2 separate regions of the Capra hircus genome follow, and region 2 is linked to region 1. Evidence: chromatin contacts called from public Hi-C data. All regions are on one chromosome and are shown on one strand. Each heading gives the region's core, a stretch centred on a gene start, on an enhancer-like site or on the middle of the called end of the contact. The rest is flanking DNA. Distances are from core to core; before and after follow the strand shown.

Region 1 (3,551 bases), core at 626-3,125:
CCCTTACAAATAGTCACTTTGAAAAGAAACTCTTCTCAACTTATCCTAATTTAACTGTACCATCTGTTTCCTGTTGGGACCCTAACTGGAAAAAATTCATCAAAATTCATATTGCATAGCAACACTTGAAGTTTAAAAAATCCATTTTCTTAGATTAAGTAACTCATATCACAATACTCACTCTTAAAATCATTTTCCCCACAGTATTATCAGCCAAAGTACTTGAATAAGTACTGTACTGTACTGGGCCTAGTATAGGTTCAGAAAAGCCAGAGTTGGGGCTACTAGTCTCTCTCCATACATCTCTCCTCCATGTTCATGGCTCTTTTGCTGATAACTTCTCCCACTGAAAGGAAAATGGACCTTATTAATTTCAATATCTTCATGAATTAGTCTATTTCCAGGAATATATGCATTTTAAAAGAGAACTCCAGGATAAAAAATGAAGCTCTAATGATAGAAATTTCAGACTCTGTGACACCAGGAATGGAGAAGTATGTTTAACCTCATCTATTATGAGCAAGATGAAACCTAATTTTCTTGCATCTTTGTTCTAAAACATGTCACTCAGGCCTGAGCTTTAAAGTCCCTGCTTCACTGTTTGTGTAACTGTTCAGGACTTTCCAGGGTATGAGTTATTCAAAACAAATTTTAGCCTATATCAAGGTAAGCTTAGTTTTTAGTTCTGAAAGTACAAGAAATACCTAAAGGTTGTGGGTAATTGTTTTATAGTGTGCCTGAAAAACCACTAATGTTGCCTCTCTTTTTACATCTTGCCTCTGATCAGCCCTGCCTCTTCAGCTACACTTAAAAAGAAAGGAATCAGGTAAACAACTTTTAGCAATCAGGGAACCTTAAAATAGCAGTGATCTGTAGCAGGTTAAGCATACAGCAACACACACGCAATCATTCAAATTTTGTATGAGACTAACAATTTATACTTTGATCTGACTTGATTATTTGAAAAAGCTGCTTTTCAGCAGCATAAATATAGACACTAGTTCTGTCTTGCAGCCAAGTTTCTCATCAGAAAGCTACATTAACCTTATGATTCCCTTACACAGAAACTAGAAGAAGCGGTAAACTTCTTCTGAACAGTAAACTAATAAAAAGGTATCCATGAATGCTTGTTGAGTTTAAAAATATTGTCTTTCTCCTTTTCCCCACTGGATGAACTTAGTTGGTTTCTGTTTATTATGTGTCAAGCACTGTTTAATGCAAAAATACAGTGCTGAAGAAGGCAAACCAAGTCCCTGTCCAAGGAGGTTGCATTCCAAGTGAGGGCAGATAGGTAATAAACATTTAAACAAACAAATAATACTGTTTCAGGAATACTGAAAATATTCAAAAAATACTGTTTGAGGGCTACTGAAGAAGATAAAATAGGGTAATACGGCCAATGGTACCTGGGGTGGGATGCAGCTGCTTGGTGACATCTGAATTGAGATCTGAAGGCTGAGAAGGAGGGAACAGTGTTACTGTCTAGGGAAGAGCTCTGCAAGCAAACAAACAGTAAGTGCAAAGGACCTGGAGTTGAAACGAACCTGGTGTATTTGAGGCCAGAAAGGTGGCCTGGAGCAGAGTAAGAGGGAAGGCCTGGAAGAGAGGAGATGAGGCTGAAGAGGAAGGCAGAGTCAGGTCAAAGAGTGATAGGAAGCTACTGGAGGATTTAAAGCAGGGAAGCTGGGAAGTGATGATTTATATTTAATTAAGGATCTAACATATTTTAAAAAGATAAGTCTGGCTTTGTGGAGAATAGATTGTAGAAGGTCAAACACAAAAGTGGGGAGACCAGGGAGGAGACGATGGCAGAGGTCCAGTGACAGATGCTGGTGGCGGCTGGGAGGAGGGTTTCAGCAGCAAGGCCGTTACTGGCCCACACATTGCTTTTGCGACAATTAGAAAAAGTCTCCCATTCCCTTTGGTGGTCTGAATAGGAGATGAATTATATACGGAGTGCAAAGGAAAGAGAAGAGTCCAGAATGACTCAGGCTCGACTGCCTAACTGGGTGGAAACCGGTAGAATCAGGAGTTCAGTTTTGTTTATGTTCACTTCGAGGACCATGAAGTTTTTGTATGAAATGAATGTACCCTAATCGCAACTGAAAACTTAGTAACGTTTACCACCCTGACACTGGCTTTCCCCTCAGCCCTGGGAACCTTATGCTGATGTCATGGAGATAACATTTGTGAGATATTCTCCCAGCGTGTTTGCTTTCCCAGTAAACCCTGGCTCTATGGCTCCTCCACCCAGTGAGTCAAGGACATGCTTTGAGTCACGGGGAGGAAGGAACCCAGCCAAGAATGGGTAAGTCATCATTTAGCTTTGAGTTTCAAAATAGGATTGAAAAAATATCATAGCAAGACAATAGATTGAAATTAAGTGCTTCTGATTTGTAAAAGCCAGACTTTGCTGAAAGAAAAAAAAAAATATGTTTGCATACACAGATGAGGCAGAGCTTGGAGAACTGCCCCTGAGCAGGTCACAGACGGTGCCAGGAAGAAACACAGGATGTGACGTCAGAGCCATTTTCCCATGACTGGAAGAGAAAAGTTTAAGCAGCTTGCAGGAAGCTATGAGAGTCAGAGGTTATGAGCGCAGGGTTGCCCCAGGTGAGGGGTGACCGGAGCCCTAAGGCAGGAGAGCTGCTGGCTTTTCCTTTGGAACTGGGCCAACTACAGAGAAGAAGAAATGTGAGGGTTGGGTAATGAGAGGCCTTGAGAAGTGCTCCCCGTCCCCTGGCCTGTGTGCAGTCTACAGCAGACCCCCTGGGAGGACAGTGAAGGCTGAAAGGATGAATGGGGCTGTAATGGGCCTGGCCTCGGGCCAAGAAGGTAAAGGTATGTGACCTTTACCACTGATGATCACGGTGGAGACTGTGACTGTCAGGAGCTGGAATGAACACAGCCCAAAGGCCAGAGAGAACAATTTCCTCACCATGGTCTCTTCCCTTGTATCTCCCCTGTAGCATGCCTTCCACCTGGGCAACCATTTAGGAAAGGGAATGGGGAGAGGAGAACCCTGGGATGAGGGAGAAACCCTGAAAGGTGCAGTGATTTCCCAAAAGAGACTGTTTTGAGCCTAAAAGTGTGCATGCTAAGTCACTTCATTCATGTCTGACTCTGTGACCCTACGGACTGTAGCCCACCAGACTCCTCTGTCCTTGGGATTCTCCCAGCAAGAATATTGGAGTGGGTAGCCATGCCCTCCTCCAGGGCATCTTCCCGGCTCAGGGATCAAACCCACGTCTCTTATCTCCTGCCTTGGCAAGTGGGTTCCTTACCACTAGTGCTACCTGAGAAGCCCAAATCTAAAAGAGGCTTCTTTAATCAGCAAGGTCAAGTGTTTTCCACCTGCATCAGCAATGGGGGCTTTTTAGCAAGAAGTCATGATATACAATAAAGTTACCATATGTATTTTTGTAAATCTGATTTATTAAGCGTGTCCATTACAAGGCTGCTACCTTAGGAAGGTATCTTTACTGAATGAAGACAATTTAGCTTATGTACCTCAGCTTATAATGGGGGTGGGGTGGGGAGCAGAGAGGGCA
Region 2 (3,752 bases), core at 649-3,148, 400 kb after region 1:
TGCCTGGCTCCTGTGGCATGAATAATAGAATAAAAAAATTTAAATACAATGTTTATTCCCTTGTGCTCATTGGAATTCAACTGCAGGGCATATAGTAGGGCTTACAGGATTACAGTGGGTGGTCTCCGTCATGACAGGAATTCAATAAAACTCTTACCAATTCTTCTTCCCCATCTGTTAGTTTCTCTTCATTCACTCATTCATTTATCTATACCCTGTCTGGTTCCTGGTTCTGAAAATGAATGCAGCCACATATTCTATAGGCTTGGGGAGCTACGCATGGGGAGCTACGCGTGGTTTTTAAGCGGGGGAACTCCACGATCAAATAAGACTTTTAGAGCATCTAGCATCTAGAATCAGTGCTGAGGATGAGAATAGAGGCCAGTAGCCATCCAGGTGAGTCCTAACTCATGGCTGTGGAGAAGAGAGGATAATCCGAATTTCTTGGCTTGGCCAGACTGTGGATAGTGGAGAAATAGCAAAAACTAACTAGAAAGTTTCTTGTTTAGGTGATTTTGTGAATGATGACACTACCAAAAAAGACTGACAATACAGAGGAGAAGAATTTTGGAGAAGGGAAGATGAAAAGCATGAGGAACCACCTTAGTGAAAAGTGCGCTGTAATGATGTCCCACTACCAGTGAAGGGGACAGATAATGTTGCTAAGGAGGGTCATGTGTTGTTCCAATGGCCAACTGTGGGTTGACCTACAGCTGCACCATGTTGGGTTGCTCTGTCTCACATCCACAGCTGGTCTTACATGCTGATTGTGCCCCATGGCATGAGCACTATGGCCACTAAAGGAACTTTGAGAGTGTGGGCATGGGGCAGTACAAGCCTAGGAGCACCCTTAGAGACCACCCAGAAGGCCTATCTTTACTGATAGTGGGGCTGGTGTGTACCACTTTCACACCTAAATATCTTGAGCTTGGACAGAAATCCACAGGTAGTGGAAAACTGAGTACACCAGAGTAGATAATCAGACTGTTATGATCGTCCTCAGGCTCTGCCTTGAATCTCTGCCCAAATTTGACCTCCTAACCTGAGGGATGAAGTATACTTAGTCGCTCAGTCATTTCTCTTTTCAACCCCATGGACACTAGTTTGCCAGGATCCTCTGTCCAAGAGATTTCCCAGGCAAGAATACTGGAGTGAGTAGCCATTCCCTCTGCCGGTGGATCTTTCTGATCCAGGGATTGGAAGGCGGATTCTTTACTGTCTGAGCTACCAGGGAAGCCTGGAGGGGAAAGAAGAATTATTTCCAAGAACCCTAGTCTTCTGTCTTGACTCCCAAAGCACCTTCTCCTCATCTGAGAACCTCTGCTGCTCCTCCCACGTCCCCATAAAGCCTTTCTTTTCCATATTGGGCAAGTCTATGAGCTGAGCAGCTTCCTGGGTGAGAGAGAAGTTATCTATTGGAGCAGCTCGTACTGCATAAGCTGTCTGTTTCTGTTGCACATATAGAAGGCAGCTTGGAGGTTTTCTTTGTGTTTTTTGTCTTGTATTGCTTATTTATTTTCACTTTGTTTTAAATAAAAGTTTTAGGCTTCTCATTATAACGGGCTTTAATAATTTTAAGAACAGATGACTGGGAAATATCTTGCACAAGGCTAAGACCCCCCCAAGGAGCAAATGTGGAGGCGACCCCTGCTGGCTGGTTTCGCTCCTGCAGCCCTCTGCCCATCTGAACACGTTAGCTTTTGGGAAGGCCTGTGCAGTTTCACAGGGGAGAATCACCTAGCACCAGAAGATACTCTTGCTTTCCGAAACAATGGTCAGTGCCCCTGTAGACTGACTCATTCCATCACTCTCTGCCCTTCTCTTTCATCGGCTCTTGCACAAATATTCAGGGTCTTAATTTGTTCGTCCGTGGAACATTTCCGGGGCCCTGAGGCAAAGCCCGCACTTCGCCAGCAGTGGGAGCCTTCAGGCGAAAGAACACGCTTCCTACCCGGGAGTCCAGCATTAGCAGAGATGGTCTCTTTCAGAAGTAAAAGCCCAGCTATCCAGGCTGAGAACACTCAGTCTACAAGGGTTCCTCAGACCCGAGAGGTAGGTTTACATCTACCTAGGATTTTTCAGGAAACTGGAGTATTTATTTTATCATGAGATAACTTAACCCGGTGCTTCCTCTAGGCTGAGGCAGAACCAGGCTGCCCCCTGCAGGTGGGAGGGAGAGGTACGCATCCTGAGCGCGGCTGCCCAGGCGGCCTTTGCTCAACCCACGTGACCTTCTTCTCAGCGGTTCCCGCACGCCCTGGGCGTTGCTCCACGTGATGCTCAACACGCGATCCCCAGACTAGCGGCAGGGGTGCACCTGGGAACTTGTTAGAAGTGTAAATTCTCAGGCCCCACCCCAGTCCTACTGAAAGGCAACTCTGAGGGTGGGGCCAGCAGCCCGCTTCAGCAAACCCTCCAGGGGATCCTGATGCACCTCAAATTTGAGAACCACTGGTCTGGAAAGAGCAGTGTAGCCACCTCTGGAGGCCCTACTAGACAGCCCAGCTACATGAGACGTGGCCCATCCTGGCTCATGTCAGCCTCAGAACCACAGGATCTCAGAAGTGCCTGTTGCAGAGCCCTTCCATTTACAAATGAGAACAGTGAGATACAAGGGTGTGAAATGAGAACAGTGAGGTACAAGGATGTGAGGGAATTCTCCCACAAACCTCACAAATTACAGGAGAGGAAAAGGAATGCCAGGAAAAGTAACCCTACCAGGGTTCCTCAGACCTACCTGGGTTTGGGGGCTCTGCCCATTCCTCTCTGCAGGTCTGGCTTTCCCATGCCTGTGCCAGGGCGACTCAGAGCTCTAGGCCTTGAGACAGAGCCCCTGGCCTTGCCTTCCTCTCTTCAGAGCGATGTCCCTTCAGTCTTCTCCTTTTTAATCACACTAAGTCCTGCCTGCCACTCAGAGATGAACAGAAAGGGCCCAGTTGTGAAAGGATCACAGCAGGATTTGGTTTTGTTTTTCATCAGTCTCCAGCATCTTTAAAAACGATTTGTCAATCAACGAGAGATAGGAAGTCACTAGAAAGACAGGAAACATTGGAGGATGGAAACACATCCTGTTCAGCCGCAGCTGTCTTTGCGGATGAGCGCCTGGGTCTTTCTGGCAGGCTGGGATGAAGCGGGTGCACTGCCTCCCTCTCCTCCCAGTGTTCAGATGCACGCTGATTTTCTAGAAGGGCTGGGGAGCCGAGGGGGGGGGAGATGAGGGTGGGGGAGAGAAGAGAATAGCACCTAATAAAAAGCTATGTGTAAAAAGAATTTTCAAATGTCATCTAATACATTTGTTAACAAAATCAGAGGGGTTCGGTCCCCAAGAGGAGATTATACCATGAACATGCAGCTTTCTCTCAAAGACTGGAGAAGCAATCGGCCCCTTTTCTAAGCTCTGCACATAGCCACAGAGGATCCCCTGACACTCCCCACTCGCATGGCCTTGGGGACAGGTCCAGCGCTCCTTTGTTTTAGAACATCACCATAATACATTTTCCACCCAGTACCCACTGGGCAGGGTGGGCAGTGGAGGAGACTTTAAACAAAGGAAAAGCTGTCCTTCTCCCCAGATTTGGAGGAGTCATTTTTGCAAGAGGCTTTAACTGAATGCTGCAGCTGAAACTACTGAGGAAGCACTGAGGGAAATCATCCAATAACAGGAGGACAATCCTTTTTCACATTTCAGTGAGGGCTCTACTCCCTTCAGCCCTCTTGGGAGGTGAGCTTTGTACAAGGCTGTTCCATTCAGA

What was found. Hi-C and Micro-C count contacts between places; a contact is called where the count stands out from the background.
Region 2: a contact with region 1 is called in a Hi-C map of blood, with 5 times the contacts expected there. The contact joins two enhancer-like sites. A contact is called at or near these places in 3 of 5 Hi-C or Micro-C datasets (blood and liver).

The regions. Positions count from the first base shown.
Region 1 is chr11:62,217,811-62,221,361 of ARS1.2, forward strand. No RefSeq gene overlaps it. Among named protein-coding and RNA genes, the nearest start is that of VPS54, 76 kb to the left of the region's middle. Within about 2 kb of position 1,876, at least 1 of the 5 cell types and tissues checked has an H3K27ac peak or open chromatin away from gene starts, as enhancers often do.
Region 2 is chr11:62,622,398-62,626,149 of ARS1.2, forward strand. No RefSeq gene overlaps it. Among named protein-coding and RNA genes, the nearest start is that of AFTPH, 30 kb to the right of the region's middle. Within about 2 kb of position 1,899, at least 3 of the 5 cell types and tissues checked have an H3K27ac peak or open chromatin away from gene starts, as enhancers often do.